Linked DNA regions of Danio rerio: region 1 is linked to region 2. Evidence: chromatin contacts called from public Hi-C data. All regions are on one chromosome and are shown on one strand. The core of a region is the stretch at or near the end of the contact, and the rest is flanking DNA. Distances in the headings are between cores, read along the strand shown. Region 1 holds the start of neurog1 (neurogenin 1). Region 2 holds the start of arap3 (ArfGAP with RhoGAP domain, ankyrin repeat and PH domain 3).

The links. A called contact is a pair of places that touch in the nucleus more often than the background predicts.
Region 1: a Hi-C map of hematopoietic stem cells shows a contact between it and region 2, with 2.0 times the contacts expected there. The contact joins the promoter of neurog1 here to the promoter of arap3 in region 2. A contact is called at or near these places in 1 of 18 Hi-C or Micro-C datasets (hematopoietic stem cells) and 1 of 4 datasets of contacts at active chromatin or transcription factors (embryo).

What each region holds. Positions count from the first base shown.
Region 1 is chr14:30,978,822-30,983,417 of GRCz12tu, forward strand. It overlaps neurog1 (neurogenin 1), which reads right to left and starts at 2,379. Exons shown (of 2, transcript NM_131041.1): 1 at 2,277-2,379; 2 at 891-2,170. The coding sequence starts at 2,160. The coding sequence ends at 1,534. It also overlaps a transcript of polr2g not described here.
Region 2 is chr14:30,841,678-30,846,189 of GRCz12tu, forward strand. arap3 (ArfGAP with RhoGAP domain, ankyrin repeat and PH domain 3) reads left to right here and starts at 1,548. Exons shown (of 34, transcript XM_682220.9): 1 at 1,548-1,722.

The DNA of each region.
Region 1 (4,596 bases), core at 1,129-3,628, 140 kb after region 2:
ATTTTAAGCCTACGTGAAAAAAAAAACGTTTAACCTATCATATAATTTAGCCTATTATTTGTATTATTAAATCGGTAACACTTTAAATATAGTCCGTTAATAAACATTGGTTAATGAATAAAATGTAGGCCTAAGCTATGCAAGATTATTCGTTAACCTTTGTTAACGTTATCTAATAAGCATGATTAAGTCATGAGTAAAACTAGGCTATTATGGGTTAGCCAGGTGTCATGTTAATGATGTTTATTAATTTTGACTACAGTTTGAGGCCAGTTTTGATGCTTTAGATTATCCTCCTATTATCTTTCCTATCACGTGGCCTGAGCCTTATTAAGCTTAATTGTCCTCTCGTCTTTTTTTTATAAATGCATTAATTAAAAGTTGGTGCACTGAAAAAAGGTTAATTTGTTTAATTATTGTTTAACATCAGCCAAACACGCCAATTCAGCAAGACTAATTTAGGTTAATGGCTATGGTTCAAATCAGGTTAAAATAGTTCCTTGTGGTGTCAGTTGCTAGTCAGCACTTTTTTGTTAGTGTATTGTATATAATTTAATCGAATGCAAACGGGTTGTAAAATAGCCACCAAAACGCGCCGTGCATGCAAAAAGTATAGTATTAAAATTCATCCTAAGGGTTTTACATGATTGAGTGCAATCGTGTATTAAATGTGGACGAGCAGTTTGTCTGACAGATTAGATGACGCTCGGCTATCTCCGATCTGCATCCTCATGCACCTGCTGCATAACCGTTATTTCATGCGCTGTGACCCAGAGTGACGCTTCAATGGCTGGGCTCATTACAATGATGCCCATTATCATGGCAGAGTTGTTTATGCATAGTAATTTATATTAGATTCAGATTATGAAGCACACAAGCATGCACAGATATTTAGTAGAAAACGTATATTTATTCGTACAAACATGTTTGCACCAGATTTATATTCTGAGGTAAATACATAATAGAATAAATCTCTTTATATACAATAAAAATACAATAGCATAAAGAAGCAACAGGTTGAATAAATAAAAAAAAGAAAAGTGGTGGGAAAGCCGTCATGAGAGCTGGTTAACTGTACGGATCAGTTGGACAGATGAGGGTTTCTTCGGGTCAAAATACATAATGCATAAGGCCAGATCTTTGTCTTGTCCTTTCAGTCTATTGTCACAGCGTTGAAACTGATTTTTCACGCTCGTTTTTCAGCTTTATCGCTCTACAAATTGTAATATTGACTTTTCACCTTGGACAGCAAAGGCCAATCTGCCTTGCTTTTTAAATTATAATTTTCTCTAACGGGGTTCTGGTCACGCTCCAAGGAATGCAAAAAGTGCAAAGGTATTGGAAAAAAGCATCAACATCAACATCAATATCAAAACGTACAAAAATAAAACATTCTCATTTGCAGACTGTCATTAAGGCAAACAGTGAATACCTAACGTTGTGCTCTTGGTTCTAATAGAAAAGTAACAGTGGTCTTACACTACTACATACTTCTGGAGATTCTATACCGACATGAGAACGCTTAAAGTCACATTAATAGATGCTAGGCACGAAGTTGCGGTAGCTGTACACTACGTCGGTTTGCAAGTATCCAAAATCGTCCATGGCTGCGGGGCTGCCCGGGTCTGAGTTGCAGTAAGACGGTGATGAAGACGACGAGGATGCCCCCGACGGCCAGGAGCAAGAGTCACTGCCGGGGCTGGGTGCATCTGCCATGCAGCTTAGTCCGGGGAGCAGCAGCGGACCGTCTCTTGACTTGCCCTGCTTCTGGTCTGCGATCCGGATGGTCTCCGAAAGTGCCCAGATGTAGTTGTGAGCGAAGCGCAGAGTCTCAATTTTGGTCAGCTTTGTGTCGTCAGGAAACGCAGGCAGGACGCTTCTCAAAGCATCCAATGCGTCGTTAAGGTTGTGCATCCTGTTCCTCTCGCGGTCGTTGGCCTTCAGCCTGCGGTTCTTCTTCACGACGTGCACAGTGGTTTCGTTCCTCGCGCGCCCCCTGCGCCTTTTCTTCTGCTGGAGCCCGGCTGGAGACGCAGGTGGTTTTCCGCAGGAGGACGCGGGGGACGCGGGGTGGAGGCTGCTGCGCGAGTCCTCATCATCCGTGTGCGAAAAGGAGTAGTCACAGCTTGAGGTTTCCATATCGGAGTATACGATCTCCATTGTTGATAACCTGGAGAAATTTACAAAATCAGGTTAGGAATACGCCAGAAAAGAAACAAAAAACAACATCAGTCGTGCAAAGTCCTTTCAAGTTATCTGCGTGACGCAATACGCACCTTATTGGTGGGCTGGGAGATGCTTGAGGTTTTGCAGAATCCTGCAGATAGTTTGTGTTGAAGATAATGGCACGCGTCTGTCTTGCTCTTAACCCTCAATCAGCTCGTGTGAGCTTGTGAGCTTGGCACACGACTGGCCTCACCTACCTTATATACCCTGATGGGACAATGGACATACCCCCCTCGCTTTGGCATTTTTGTGAAGGATGAATGAATGGTTTGCATCAGGTCTGCCCCGTGCCGCACGACCATCTCATTAGCATAATTTATGCCTGTTGTTTGTTCGCCCTCTGAAGCGTGCCTGTAATCACCGCTGGCCAATCAGAGAGCAGGAGAACTGTCCGGCCACGCGAGCGGAGCTGTTGCTGTCTGTCCTGCATGCAACAAGCCCACTTTAACTTAAATCTCAAGAGGAAATCGAAAAGAATGGACTTCAGCAAAAGTGGCCTGAGGCTGCAAGACACATTTTGCACATTTTTCTAATGTATTTTGTTATATCACATCATATCTGTCAAATATTATTTAAGGCCAAATTGTTTTGGTTTGTTGCAGAATTCTAAATGTTATATATGTTATAAATATTTTTCTATGATATATATATATATATATATATATATATATATATATATATATATATATATATATATATATATATATATATATATATAAAGTTTGCGGGCTACTTTGATCTCAAGCTATTTTGCAAAATGTAAAAAAAAAAGTATTTTACTAAATGCATGTTACTTCACAAAAGTGATTCTGCAAGACCTCACACGTTTTTCATATAGGCTAAAATGCATATATGCATCAGATCTATGTTTTAATTTGAAGCTCGCAATAATTTGGCAAAACAAAACTACATAAAATAAGAGCAGAATAATGGTTAGGCTAAAACAACAACAACAACAACAACAACGCGGTAGCCTACATTACTGCACAAATAATCCATCCTTTCTCCAAACCTCCAATAGTAGCATATATGCGTTGGTTAACGGAAAATAAAACACTTTCAAAGTTTTGCATTTTCAATGCACATTTTAGACCGTTAGCCTTCACATTAAACGTTTTTTTCTGGTACATTGCCTTTTTACCATACATAACCTATATTTCACGTCCACATCAAAATGACGCGTTTACAGAAGTGATATTTTACTTTATTTCACGGTGTCTGCAGCAGCATTTTGAGTTATAACAGACAGGGTGAAAGATGCAGTTCAATCAAACTTGCTCCAATGAGCCCAGTGGCTTAAGTTTTATTTAAAGACATCTTTATGAGACAGCCGTACAATTGTTCATTAATTATTCAATTTATTCAATTGCAAGCAACTCGCCCCTCTTTGGAAAAAAATGAAGGGGGCACTATTTAGAAATAGTTTGGCGAGAGACCTGCGGCGCTTTTCTCCGTGCGGTATTATGGCGATAGGGGCACAGTCATTTATAAATAATTACACAATGTTTAGAGTCTTCAGGCATGTATGATATATCAAAGCGATTATAAGGTGAATTGTTCCATTGTGCGCCTCTCCTCTCTCTTCTTTTCAGCTCTATACGGCTTGTCCCCCGTCCAAATTCTGCGCCTCTGAGCTTTTGTCACTCATTTTTCTCGGCCTGCGACACTCCAATAGCATTATTCTTATTCAAATAGTCCCAGCGTGAACAAAAAACACCCCGCTTCTGAGACACGTTTGTGCTTTCGCTGGCATCAAGTGAAGCACAAGTGGACTGGATGCATAATTTCAGACAACCTAATATGAACTCATAAAGATGTAGGGAACTTCTGAGATGTTTTTTTTTCACTGCAATGAATAGCCATTTCAAAACAATATAATGTACTATATTATCTTATATTATATTATTATTATTATTATTATATTATTTTTTCAAGTCACGCATTACAATTTGGAGACAAAAGTTAGCTCAAACGTAATCTAAAAGTAATTTAAAAGTTGCAATACAAAACCTAAAACAAATAATAAGAAAATAAGCAGGTAGCCTACGTGAAGTGTTCTTAATGTAACAAATGATCTAATGTGGCCTAAGTAATTTAGAATAAATAGTTATTTTAGTTTTTCTTTAATTAGTTGCGGACCACAATTAGCAAGTGATCTAAGTTTTTTTTTTTTTTTTTAACGATTTTAGATTTTATGGCGAACGCACTGGTTTTAAAGCCCCTCTGATGCCTCCGTGGAGGTCCAGACCGGGGTGATGGGGGGAGATCGATTTTACTATTACAACACCAACCTGTCAGTAATAACTTCAAAGACGGAAAACAGCTTGAACGACTATTTTGCTTCCAGTCAGAACATTAGCGATCTGGCCC
Region 2 (4,512 bases), core at 298-2,797:
CAGTCACGAAAGGACATGAAAATTACATGAAAAGTGACTTGAAGTAGGCCTAATGGTAACCACAAACCTAATTTCACTCAAAAACGGAAACGGCCGTTCTAAAAGCCAATAATAAAATTCCTAAGGGAACAGGAAAATGCTTTCAGTGTTTTTACAGACTGAACTGCAATCCAGCATATTTTGCAACTTAGTCTATTTGCAGTGAATGTGCAAGACAAGACTGATTCATGATTCAATAGCCACTTTTTTTTTACAACACATTGAATAACTCACATTTAATGTTCAAGCAGCTCTAGCTATAAGGTAGTCAAAAAAAAAAAAATTGGAATAAAGCCTGTTTGGTAATAAATATGAATAATAGATAATAAATAACAATAAATTAATTATAGCTAGAAGGAATACAAAAACTGAAAGTTAACATCTACCGAGGTGTCATAGTGGAACAGTGCCTAGCACGACCGACTCACAGCAAGAAGGTCGCTGGTTCAAGCCCTTGCTGGGTCAGTTGGCATTTCTGTGTGGAGTTTACATGTTCTCCCGTGTTCGTGAGGGTTTCCTCTGGGAACTCCGGGTTCTCCCACAGTCCAAACACATGCAATACATGAATTGAATAAAATTGTCCATAGTGTGTGTGTGTGTGTGTGAATGCAAGAGTGTATGGGGGTTTCCCAGTGTTGGGCTGCTGCTGGAAGGACATCTGCTGCGTAAAACATATGGTGGATAAGTTGGCGGTTCATTCCGCTGTGGCGACCCCTGAATAATAAAGGGACTAAGCCGAAAAGAAAATGAATGAATAGCATCTACCCCTACCCCAACCCTGAACCCAACCACCACAATAATGCAAAAACAGTAATTATACCCTGTATTATTCTTAATATTTGCTATATTATCCATTAAATTGCATTTTATTGACGTCTACCCCTACCCTAACCCTAAACGCAACCATCACAGTGATTATACCCAGTAGGCTATTAATATTGGTTTTATTGTTCATTAAATTGCGAATGCAAAACCATCACAGTATTGCATTAACTGTTGTACAGTGTCACAAAAATGATGCTATATTGATGTGAGTATCCGCAGCTGTATCCCAACTAGACTTTACCATTAAAATAAAGCAGCACAATGTATACTGTTTTTGTACAGGTAAATAACCATGTGGTGGCACCGGAAGTCCTGCGCATACTCCTAAATGCACGCATCCTCTCAAATGTTAAAAACAAGAAAATATATAAAAAAATAACTGGAACAATATGAAAGTAAAGCTAAACATCTTTGCTCTCCTAAACAAATGTATTGATAATTATGGCAATATTAAACACATTTCTTTTTCATCAATCAAAACTACAAACTTTTTTGCACAGGTAAAACAAGCAGATGACACAGGCAGTCCGACACATGCACACACCAAGTGCAAAAACAGTATTTTACTATGTACTTTGTTGAATGGAAGAAGAGTAACATTTTAAACCACTGTAATTTGTTGTGGTTTTGTGGCTCTTAAGAGCGCGGCGATCAGTTAACTGTCGGCTGAACACTGTCCCTTTAAGAGCTCACAGTGCTGAGCAGCGCCGTGCACTGAAACCTCCGGTATAACAAACACAACTATCAGCAGCTCAACACTCAAACTTTCTCCACCACATCTCACATTATTGGAGTTTACAACGCTCCAGCATCAACACAGCGACAAAACACGGGAATATGTGACGCGAATCAACAACGGTAAGGTGCTATTTACAATCCTTTTACATTCCAGTTGACATCTAACGTTAAGTTAGATATCGCATAGCGGTTGGTTTGATTCCACATCTAAACGCTCATCAGAGTGTGTATTGAGGTGTTTCAACTTTTAGTTTCATTTTATTATTATAAGTTAACTCATTTCTTGCAAACGATATAAATTGGTGTTCTAAAGGTACCCCAGGTTTTGTTCAGAAGTTATATTGCAGAAGCTGTCATGTACTTTTTTTTTGGTAGTGGTCGCTAACGTTAGTTTAACCATTAGCCAGGATTGTTGACTGTTCAGATGAAACTGCATTGATTCTCGTTTCAGGATCAGCAGCAGAAGCAGCAGTCATGTAGTCAGCATGTACTGTACTGTGCTGTACTGTGGTGTGTGAGATTGGCAGGGTGTGTTTTTACTCACTGAGGAATCCGATATCCACAGGCTTTACACTCGCTGAATGTCACAGTTTGGTTTAAACTGAATTAGAAACACCCAGATATAATTTGCCAGTTCCTCACAGACACAACATTTGTGGGAGTCACCGGGGATTGTGCTAGAATAACATGCCATTTTGGAGGCCCCTGCAGAAATCATTTCCATTCAGCAAACTTACATGGGGAGAAACTTTACATACACACCCACCACTTTTATAGTAGCCTACATGCATAGTTGTAATTATTTTTTTTTTATTAAACTCATGTATGCCATATGTCTGTCTGAGCAGATTCCCAAATGCAGATTAAGTTCTCACGACATGGACGACTGTATTAATTGTGATAAATCTCTTGTTGCATAATCTGACCTGTATTTCTCTCAGTGCTTTTTAAGACACTTGGAGGATGGGAAGTTTTCTCGAAAATTGTAGAGATTTTGCCTTCGACATGTCAATTTAATACAGCTTTTTTATTTAGTGTGATTATTAACAAAGTATTCCTGACATAAACTTTATCTGGGTAATCGGATTCTTCTTTTTAGATGTAAATGAAAAAATGGCTATAATATAATATAATATAATATAATATAATATAATATAATAATGCATTGAAATATTGCATTGAATAAATAATAATACAATATATAAATAGCATAATTATTTTTGCTTTTTTATCAAGTTTATAATTAATTGATTATTATAATGTATTATAGTCACTTATAATATATTTATAATATAGTAACATGACTTTTTATAATGCTGTGGAGTGCAGACATTTTTAGTCAGACGTAGTCAGTAATGGAATCTAGATAATTAACTTTAGGTAATGTATTCTGACTGCTTTTGGATTACTTTTAGATTACTTACTTTTTTCATGCTGTTTATTAAATTCAGCATGGTTATTCTATTTGGTACAGAGGCCAAGAGAGATTAACACGCTGCAATTTAAGAAAACACTTGCAATTACAAAAACACCAGCAAATTAAGAAACGATCTTCATCAGTTTGACAACACGCGTGTTGCAAATTCTCACAACACAAACAACTGAAGAAACGTGCTGCATTTTGTTACAACACAAACAATTGAAGAAACATGCTGAATTTTGTTACAACACAAACAACTAAAGAAACCTGCTGCGTTTTGTCACAACACAAAAACTGAAGAAGCACGCTGCGTTTGGTCACAGCACAAACAATGGAAGAAACACGCTGCATTTTGTTACAACACAAACAACTGAAGAAACGTGCTGCATTTTGTTACAATACAAAGAATTGAAGAAACGTGCTGCGTTTTAATTCAACACAAACACTTTAAGAAACACACTGCATTTGGTCACAACACAAACAACTGAAGAAACGTGCTGCGTTTTGTTACAACAAACAATCAAAGAAACGTGCTGCGTTTTAAAACAACACAAACAATTCAAGAAACACGCTGCATTTGGTCACAACGCAAACAATTGAAGAAACACACAGCATTTGGTCACAACTCAAACAACTTTAAAAATGCAACATTTTCATTAATCATCAATTAGGCTAATAATTTACAAAAGACAATGAAATGGTGTAATCAGCATTAAAATAAACAAAAAAATCTCACCTTTCAAAGACCATCAACAACTTCACTGAGCAACAGCCACGACATAACACATACATATCTCAGCAGGGTCTGTCATGTTTTTGGGTCCCCTTGAAACATTTCTCTTGTGTTAAGTAGATATTAGCAAGTGTTGTGACAAAATGCACCGAGTTTCTTTAGTTGTTTGTGAGAATTTGCAACGTGTGTCGTCAAACTCATGAAAATCGGTTCTTAATTTGCTGGTGTTTTTGTAATTGCATATATTTTCGGATTATGTATTTCAGATGATATGTAAAAAGGTATTATTTTGCACAACATGCCTCAAAATTCTTTAAATTGTCCCATTTTTATATTTAAACAAAGAATAGAACTTGTAACTTGTAAAAAAGTTAAATTAGAAAAAAAAGTAATTTGATGGGATAAGTAATTTGCACATATTTGTTGGTTATTTGTTGTGATGTATATTATTTGCATCTTAATGCAAGTCTCTTTTATTCAAGAAACATGCATCATCGTCATCATCATCAATACCATCATGTGTTTAATTTTGCAAATATGGTTCACAAAGGTTACAGGAAATGTAAATGGACTCATGTTAACTGTTCACCAAAATAAAACAGAATTGACAGAACAGACTGCAAAACACACACTGACATTTACAGAAATACAACATACAGTGCTCAGCATATATGAGTACACCCTTCACAAATCTCTCATTTAGATTAATATTTTCCATCGGAAGCTTTACAATATTATGTTCAAACATATACATTGG